Linked DNA regions of Sus scrofa: region 2 is linked to region 1. The links are chromatin contacts, called in public Hi-C maps. All regions are on one chromosome and are shown on one strand. Each heading gives the region's core, a stretch centred on a gene start, on an enhancer-like site or on the middle of the called end of the contact. The rest is flanking DNA. Distances are from core to core; before and after follow the strand shown.

What was found. A called contact is a pair of places that touch in the nucleus more often than the background predicts.
Region 2: a contact with region 1 is called in a Hi-C map of embryonic fibroblasts, with 1.9 times the contacts expected there. The contact joins two enhancer-like sites. A contact is called at or near these places in 4 of 47 Hi-C or Micro-C datasets (brain, embryonic fibroblasts, liver and 1 more).

What each region holds. Positions count from the first base shown.
Region 1 is chr4:64,824,266-64,829,164 of Sscrofa11.1, reverse strand. No RefSeq gene overlaps it. Among named protein-coding and RNA genes, the nearest start is that of TRAM1, 58 kb to the right of the region's middle. Within about 2 kb of position 2,149, at least 5 of the 83 cell types and tissues checked have an H3K27ac peak or open chromatin away from gene starts, as enhancers often do. A contact at or near this core is called in embryonic fibroblasts, where this site is marked.
Region 2 is chr4:65,030,612-65,035,539 of Sscrofa11.1, reverse strand. All of the region lies in intron 1 of NCOA2 (nuclear receptor coactivator 2), which reads right to left. Among named protein-coding and RNA genes, the nearest start is that of NCOA2, 79 kb to the right of the region's middle. Within about 2 kb of position 2,334, at least 25 of the 83 cell types and tissues checked have an H3K27ac peak or open chromatin away from gene starts, as enhancers often do. A contact at or near this core is called in embryonic fibroblasts, where this site is marked.

The sequences.
Region 1 (4,899 bases), core at 900-3,399:
TGCCATGTTGAGAACCTTGAGTTCTATCCTGGGAGCTCAGTGGGGCCAGAGGACTGTGTTGAGCAGAGGAAGTATATGATTAAGATTCCATTTCAGAAAGATCACTCTGGCTGTCATGCAGAAAATTGATTAGAGAAGCTTTGAAATTAATCTGGCCTGGATTTGAATCAATGTTCTATGTTATTAGCCATAAGATTTTCAACAAATTCATCTCTGAATCTCAGTTTCCTCGTCTGTAAAAGAGACATCCTATCTGGCAGGGTGGCTCTGAGGACAAACTTAAATAGTGTATCTTACAGATGGCCAATGGGTACATGAAAAGATGCTCAACATCGCTAATTATTAGATAAAAGCAAATCAAAACTACAATGAGGTACCACCTCACACCAGTCAGAGTGGCCATCATTAAAAAGTCTACAAATAACAAATGCTGGAGGGTGTGCAGAGAAAAGGGAGTGCTTCTACACTGTTGTTTGGAAAGTAAGTTGGTGCAGCCCTTATGGAAAATAATATGGCATTTCTTCAAAAAACTAGAGATAGAACTACCATATGATCCAACAATCCCACTCCTGGGCATATATCTGGAAAAAAAACATAAGTCAAAAAGATACATGCACTTGTATGTTCATAGCAGCATTATTCACAATAGCCAAGACATGGAAACAACCTAAATGTCTACTGACAGATAAATGGATTATGAAGATGTGGTACATATGCATACAAGGGAATACTACTCAGCCATAAAAAAGAAAGGAATAATGCCATTTGCAGCAACATGGATGAACTAGAGATTCTCATACTAAGTGAAGTAAGAAAGAGAAAGACAAATACCATATGATATCATTTATATGTGGAACTTAAAATATGACACAAATAAACTTATCTACAAAGCAGAAACAGATTCATGACATAGAGACTTGTGGTTACCAATGGGGAGGGAAGTGGGGGAGGGATAGAGTGGGATTTTGAGGTTAACAGATGCAAACTAGTATATATAGGATGGATAAACAACAAGATCCTACTGTATAGCACAGGGAATGATATTTAATATTTTGTGATAAACCATAGTGGAAAAGCATATTTACACCAGAAATCAACACAACATTATAATCAACCATACTTCAATAAAATAAACACATAAATAAATGAAAACAAATGGTATGTAAAAAATTTATCTGATCCTCTGATATGGGTTCTCAACAAACACTGTTTCCCTTCTCTACAAATTCATAATCCATGAGCAAATGATAAAGGCACTTGACATAGTACAGAATCAAACACTTTTTTCATTTGGGAGGGAATGCCACATGGGTCATTTTGACAATCCTCTGAAGACTATAGAGACCAGACTAGATTTTTCTACAGCCCTTTAATCATCCTTGTGGTTCTTTGTAGAGCCCTCTCCAATTTTTCAAAATTCCTCTTCCATTGTGGAGACCACAGCTAGATTAGTCACCGGAGAGAATTCATGATAATTAGATCAACATAGCAGAGTCACTTATGCTGCTGTCTCAGCCCTGTAAACCCAGTCAGCTGGTCCCCATCGACCAATAGGTTGTGTTCCAGGAGTGCATTAGTAAGTTGGTTGTTTGGAACACGGAAAGCCTTTCCCCACAGAAACAGAATTATAGATGGTGGCTTGTTTCCCAGGCCAGGGCATAGAAAATCTATTTAATGCACATGCAGCTGAACCCGAGCCTGGCAATGATGGTCCTTCAAGCCTTTGACTTGCCAAAGGCCCAGTGGGACTCCCAGTCCCATAGAAGCCCCAGGACCTCTGAACCGTGGGCTTGCAACCCTGGGCCCTCTGAGCAAGGTTAGAAGTGGGTTGACAGCTTTTAGAGAGACCATAATTTGCAGCATAATTGCAGAGAACACTTCTTTGAACTAGACCTTTACTTGCAGTTGGGCCCATTATTGTCTAAGCAAGCAATCAAGAGCTACATTACAATAAATACCCCTACAGTATACCTAAATCTACCTAAAGTATCTTTAATCCTCACGATGATCTTGTAAGAAAAATATTCTTCTTCTTCTTCCTGTTGGCCGGTGTCTTGGGAAGATTTTACATGGCCCAGGAACAGGTAGGTAGAAGGTAATGGGGGTGATGTGGGAGCCTGGGCATTTGCCGGGCAGCGCTGAGAGCTTTTTCACTGCACAACACTGCCTCCCAGTGGCGTGTGCGTGATACATACCCTAACATCACTAAATCAACAGTAACAAGTTCCTCATTCATACACCCAACAAAGAATCTTTGAGTGCTTCCAACGAGTGAGGACTTGGGAAGGCCAAATCAAATTAGACTTGGTGCATTCGTAGAGTAGTTGAGAAAAGGAACAAGTAAATCAAGGACTGAAATCAATGAGACAAGAATATGATCAAATTACAAAAAAAAAAAGAGGACACAGAAACCCAGAAGGAGAGAGAGATTAATCACACTAGGGTGGTGGTGATAAGCAAGGGAGGCTTTCTGGAGAGGGTGAGATGAGCCAAGTTTTAAAAGATGGGTTGGCATTAAATATATATATTTATATACTTATATATAAATATACCAGATCCGAGCCATGTCTGTGACCTGCACACACAACTCATGGCAACACCAGATCCACAACCCTCCAAGCAGGGCCAGGGATTGAATCCACATTCTCATGGATACTAGTCAGGTTTGTTACTGGTGAGCCACACCTGGAACTCCCAAATCTATATGATTTAAGATGTTCTAGGAAATTCCCGTCATGGCTCAGTGGTTAACGAATCCGACTAGGAACCATGAGGTTCAATCACTGGCCTCGCTCAGTGGGTTAAGGATCCGGTGTTGCTGTGAGCTGTGGTGTAGGTTGCAGACGCGGCTCGGATCCCGTGTTGCTGTGGCTGTGGCATAGGCTGGTGGCTACAGCTCGGATTCGACCCCTAGCCTGGGAACCTCCATATGCCATGGGAGCGGCCCAAGAAATGGCAAAAAGACCAAAAAAAAAAAAAAAAAAAAAAAAGTGTTCGATTCAGAAAGAATAGCATGTTTAAACACATATGGACACTAAACATATCAAAAATATGTTAAGGTTTTCTTTGACCCATCCGTTTTTGTGATACGTCAACACCACAAAAAGATGGAGAAGCTGATAATTTACGTTGTGGGATAGTAGATGAGTGAAAATAGTATTTATCATTAACTTTAATTTGCCTTTCATAATGATGTTTTTAGATGCTTTCTATATTTAAATATATACATTTGGGATTTTTTTCTGTGATGTACAAAATCTTTTATTGATTTCCCTGTTGGCTATTTTGGCCATTCAAAAATTAATTTTGTAAGGAAACAAAAACAGTAATTTGAAAAGACACTTGCACCTATGTACATTGTAGCATTATTGACAATAGTCAAGATATTGACAAACCCAAGAGTCCATCAGTGGAGGAATGGATAAAGAAATTGTGATATACACACAGACACACACACACTGGAAAATTAAAAATCATAAAAAAAAGAAGGAAATCTTGTCCCTTGTGACAACATGGATGTAATTTGTTAAGTCAAGTGAAACAGAGAAAAGGACTGGATGATCTCACTTATATGTGGAGTCTAAAACAAAAACAAAAATAACAAAAATAAAAACACCCTGAACTCACAGACACAGAGAACAGCTTTGCGGTGCCTGACAGGGGGGTAGAGTGGGGGATGGGGTGGGGGGTGGAGTGGGAGTGGGCAAAATGGGTGAATGTGGTCAAAAGGTACAGAGTTCCAGTTATAAACCGAGTCATGGGGAGATAACATGCCGCATAGTGACTATGGTTAATGATGCTGGGTCCTATGCTTGAACGGTGCTGAAAGAATAGATCTTAAAAAGTTATCAGAAGAAAAAAAAAATCTGTGTCTATGTGTGGTGACGGATATTAACGAGACTTGTTGTGATCATTTTGCAAAATACTGAGTCATTATGTTGTACGCCTTCCACTAATATATGTCAATTTAAAAAATTGATTTGGGAGTTCCCATCATGGCTCAACAGCTAACGAACCCGATTAGCACACATGAGGATGCGGGTTTGATCCCTGGTCTCACTCAGTGGGTTAAGGATCCAGTGTAGCTGTGAGCTGTGGTGTAGGCTGCAGATATGGCTTGGATCCCGAGTTGCTGTGACTGTCATAGGCTGGTGGCTACAACTCCAATTGGACCCCTAACCTGGGAACCTTCATGTGCCGTGGGTGCGGCCCTAAAAAGACACACACACACAAAAATTCCATAAAAAATTGATTTGTAAGAGCTCCTCATTCATTATATGATGACTTATCTTTTAAAAATTATTATTATTGTTATTTTGTCTTTTTAGGGCCTTGCCTGTGGCATATGGAGGTTCCCAGGCTAGGGGTCTAATCAGAGCTGTAGCTCCCAGCCTACACCACAGCCACAGCAACACAGGATCTGAGCAGAGTCTGCAACCTACACCACAGCTCACAGCAATGCCGGATCCTTAACCCACTAACGGCAGGGATCAAACCCACATCCTCATGGATACTGGTCAGCTTCGTTACTTCTGAGCCATAACAGGAACTCCCGGTTTTCTGATTTTTTAAAAAAGCCTTCTGCTAAAAAACTATCCCAGATCAGATTACTTTTTAAAAATTAGGTTCTCTTTGTACCTCCAAATCCTCGATTCGGCTGAAATTTGGTCCAGTTGGGTGTAAGGAGTCTGGTAGCGCTGCAATTATGCTTCCAAGCCTCCCTTGAAGCTTTTCATCCTCAAGGCTGGGGGCCAGGGACCAGGGGGTCTCAGCAGGTGAACCTGGGGCAGAGATGGGCTTCCGTGGTGTGGAAGGAGTCTACGAAACCTGGGGCCACCGCTTGGGCTGCAGCTGGGACCATGGTTTCTGTTCCCACTGGCAGGATGCAGCAGAGAGCAG
Region 2 (4,928 bases), core at 1,085-3,584, 210 kb before region 1:
AGAAAATAAAGAGATTGGAGGTTCCAGTCTCAAACCTCCCCCTCACATATATGAAACTTAATGCTTATGTAATTCACAAATCAAAAATTTTGATTTAAAAGTGGAATTACAGCAGAATAAGTTATTTATTTGGTTTTAAAGTTACAACAAAAAAATATTTTTTAGAGATAGAAGCAGTAAGTGTTGCCTAGATTTTAGTTATTTCAGTTCTTTCTAATCCTTAAATGTTTACCCAGGTCTCCCCACCCCCTCTCTCTTATATCCATTTTAGAATTTGGAAAGTAATTCTGTTAGCCATGCTATAAATGTCCTCAGATACAGCGTAAATTTCAGGAGCCACTTCCTTGTCCACAAACACACGAACAGTCATTATTTGAAAATAAAGCAGAGAATACCACAAAAAGACTCACAGAAAGGTATCAAAGTACAGTATGTTCAGCAACCTACAGTTATCCTATTTTCGGCTGTAGAGTAAACAAAAGCCACCTCTGTACAAATGAGTTCAGACTTCAAGTGCTAGGTGAAGGACTAATTACGTGTCTGAAACCATGTAAGAAGTAATAACAAATGGCATTTTGGGGAAGGTTACATTAAAAAGATGGAAATACTCAAAATCCATGGCATAAAAAGCCTCTATAAGAGAAATAACTGAAGAAATCTGCACTCTGCAGGTTCTAAACTGGAACCCAAACCTGGAGATATTTATTCACCTTCAGTTCACCTCAAGTAAAACACTGGGAAGTGAGGGTCTTGAAATACTTGTCAAATATAGAAACTTGCAGCATTTATTTCCTAAATGCAAAATATAATTTACAAAAATTAAGTCTGGAGTTCCCGTCATGGCTCAGCAGAAATGAACCTGACTAGCATCCACGAGGACACAGGTTCGATCCCTGGCCTAGCTCATTGGGTTAGGGATCAGGCATTGTGGTGAGCTGTGGTGTAGGTCCCAGATGCAGCTCAGATCTAGCCTTGCTGTGGCTGTGATGTAGGCCGGCGGCTACATCTCTGATTCAACCCCTAGCCTGGGAACCTCCATATGCCATAGGTACAGTCCTAAAAAAAATAAACTGTGGCATGCTAATGAAGACAACACACACACTATGCCTCATTAATCACTTCTTAATTATGTATCATTTATTCATTTGTTTGTTTGTTTATGATTTTTAGGGCCATACTTGCAGCATATGGAGGTTCCCAGGCTAGGGGTCGAATCAGAGCTGCAACTGAAGCTGCAGGCCGACACCACAGCCACAGCAATGCTAGATCTGAGCTGTATCTGTGACTTACACCACAGCTCACAGCAATGCTGGATCCTTAACCCACTGAGCGAGGCCAGAGATTGAACCGATATCCTCATGGGTACTCGTTGGGTTCATTACCGCTGAGCCACAATGGGCCCCTATGTGTCTTTTAGAAATCAAGTAAGATATTTAAAATCATTCATAAAGGGCTGATCATTAAACCTGTTGATAATACAAAAGTCCTTTCATCTGGGATTGTTTTTTCTTTCTGTTTTAGCTATTTTGTTGGGCATTTCAACACCTCTAAGGAAAAGAAAGAGTTGAGAAAATGAGGTAAAATTCCAATCTACGAATTTCACTCCAAGTAAAAGCACTTAAAAAACAAAACAAATAGAATAACCTCTTAGAGCCCTAAAAGAAAACACTACAATACTAAAAGTGGCTGTGTAAGGATGGTGCCATTTTATGGGTAAATTCTTTAATGTCCACACCTTCTAAATTATGACCATATTTAAACTAAAACAGGACAAGAATTGCTGAGGAAGTTAAAACTAATGATTTCAAATATTTTAATCATCTTCAGTTTATTTTCTATAAGACAAAAGGGAAGTGCCCATACAGCTTGACAATGTAAACAAATGCAAAAAATATATTTAGTCCCTTCTTCATTGTCTATGTGAAGGAAGGGAAAGGAATAAGGAAATGAAAGCCATGAGTTCACACTACAAACCCAAACCACAAGAAAAATAATCTAAAACCAGACTATAGAAGGCAGGAGAAAAACAAGATTCTCTACACAAGAAGTGATTTTGCAACACTAACAGGGTAAACCCACATTCCTGCTTTCAAACAGGCCACACAGCTGGCAGTCTTGAAAGCTTTCCAGATAGGAACCAAGATAGTAAGAAGAAGCAGTAGGTCTCAGGACTAAACCAAGCCCTCATCTGTTTCTGATGAAACACCACCCGGCTGGGGTATAACATGACGGCATCCAGAAACTCAAGCCCCATAGATGATGATAACCCTCACAGGAAAATCCTAACGAAACACTGCTTTGAATGCGGGCCTCTCTAGTTAATCATCAGCTGTCCAAAGTATCGGAAAAATGCTTTCTAGAGAGTCATCCATGTGAGGCACAGAGAGAATGCCTCACAAGCTGCCTAGAGGTATGCCAAGAGTAAAACCTGCTCTTGGTAAACTATGGTTGTGTGAATATTAAAGAGTCCAGTTTCCTTTCCAAGTCAAAGCATCACAGGGTTGAGAAAGATAGACTTACTGGATTTGTAGACTGAACCTGCTTTTTAAGGGCACCAGGGCTGTTTATTAATAATGAGAGTTGTACATGAATGGGACCACGTTGTCACTGAGCCCTGGGAGTGTCCCCTAGGAAACCACCTTGACTGACTCCAAGAAGCCAGACCCTTTCCTGCACAATCCCCAACACTTCATCTCTGCTGCCATGGAACTCTCTAAAGCAGCACTCTGGTTTTGTTTGCAGGACATTCAAGAAATTACTCATCCAAAAGAGATTTGAGGGGATAGGTGAAGAGCTAGCCGGCTGTGCTACATTCATTTTCTTCCCCACAGAGGAAGCAGTTGCACTTAGACATTCTTTACCAACAGGAAGTAAAAACAGCATTCTTTCCTATGGGGCTTGACATTGCTGTATCAGGAATGTTTTTTTGTTTTTTGGGTTTTTTTAATACTAGATTCTATTTTACAAATTCAATTCTTAGTTAATGCTTTCCTCTAAGTTAAAAAATACAGCTTTGGGGAGAGAAGAAAATGACCAAGTGAATAAATCTATCCACAAACTGCCAGTAAGTTAATTCATCACATTACCTAAATATAATCCTAAGAAAACGATCACATTTTCCATTAAATCTACATAGACTGATACCAGTTGAGTTCTCACTGAAATCTTCTATCAACAGAGCCATTATGTCTCGAAGTCTCAGTCCAGACTATTAACGAGTTGATTCCTCTTATAAAGATTTACTGAAATTTAAGATAAACAGTAATCATTGTAACACAAATGGCATTGATAAATGTTACAAGCTTTCTTTTCACTTAGAAAGCAGTGTTCATTCCAAGTACAGAAAACTGTAGATTGCAAAAAGCAAGATATCAATTATTATATGGTAACAAGCAATACTGTAAGAGCAATATGAGCATTTACAAGACATACTCAAGGAGTTCCCATTGTGGCACAGTGGTTAATGAATCCGACTAGGAACCATGAGGTTGTGGATTCGACCCCTGGACTCACTCAGTGGGTTAAGGATCCAGCGTTGCTGTAAGCTGTGGTGTAAGCTGTAGATGCAGCTCGGATCTGGCATTGCTGTGGCTGTGGCATAGGCCGGTGGCTACAGCTCCGATTAGACCCCTAGCTTGGGAACCTCCATATGCCACAGGTGTGGCCCCAGAAGGACCCAAAAAAAAAAAAAAAAAAAAAAGACATATTCAAAATGTTTATAGCTAGACCCAATATTTAAATTTAGTTTTCCTCTAGTATCTTCATTCCTGAGAGGTATTAAAACAGTAAAATTCATGAAAGTTTTGGAAACCAACAGGTCATAGTTCAAATACTGACTTCTGCCATTTACCATATGTATGATCCCAAATAAGTTAATTAATCTCTCCCTGCTATAGTTCCTTCATCTGCAAAATGGGAATAATATATACCATGTTGAGTTTTTAAGAGTATAAATAAGAAAAGATCTGTAAAGCACATATTGAAGGGTTTGGTCCATATTAGACACTTGCTATTTACAGTAATTACTATAATCATCATTGAAGTTGCAGAGATCAACCCACTAATTCCAAGTAATAGCCACAAAAGTGAAGTGTATAAGACCTTCAGAAATATTTCAAAGAATTGTTTTCAAGACGTTTCTAGACTGCAACTTCTAGGTTCTACAAAGTCCAGATACCATCTCTGTCATTAGGCTGTGACATAAGACTCTTCTATTAGGTACTTTCTTGATGTTAGAAGCAAGCAGGTATTGCAGCACTACTTGAAACACCAGGACTGCCAACTACTGAGTCAGATTTAACTAATACATGAACTACTCAGAGTATGCCAAACACTTTGGGAGGCTGAACTGAATTTTTCAACAGCTAGTCAGCGAGTATTTATTGAGTCCACTGTGTGTACAACTGTGCACTGGAAACCTGGCAAAAACATCAATGGTCAACATAACCCCTGCCCTCAAAGAGTTTACCATCTAAAGGAAACAAACAAAAGAGAAATTTCTGAAAAATGTAGGAAAATATATTATTTCCCAGTTGGCTAAAGACAGTTATAGAGAATGACAGGTGGATAACCGATGTTAATTAGAAAAGTTTGAGTCAGTCAGCTCTGCTGTGTTTTAAAAACAGGAGAGAATATAATGGATGACTAATAGATGAGAGGAAGTTATAAATATAAATTATAATTTGGACACTGAATGTAGCAACAGCAAGAAAGCACATCAAAGTAGGATAAAACATAAGTAACTGCCATAGTGAAAAGCAAAATCATCTGGGGTAGGAAAAGAATAAAATCAGCAAATGTTGAAAACATTATTGATAAGGGTGATAACAGCCTAATGTGGAAATTTAATAAATTAAAAATGAGCATTTGAGGAGTTCCCACTGTGATGCAGTGGGTTAAGAATCCAACTACAGCGGCTCGGGTCGCTG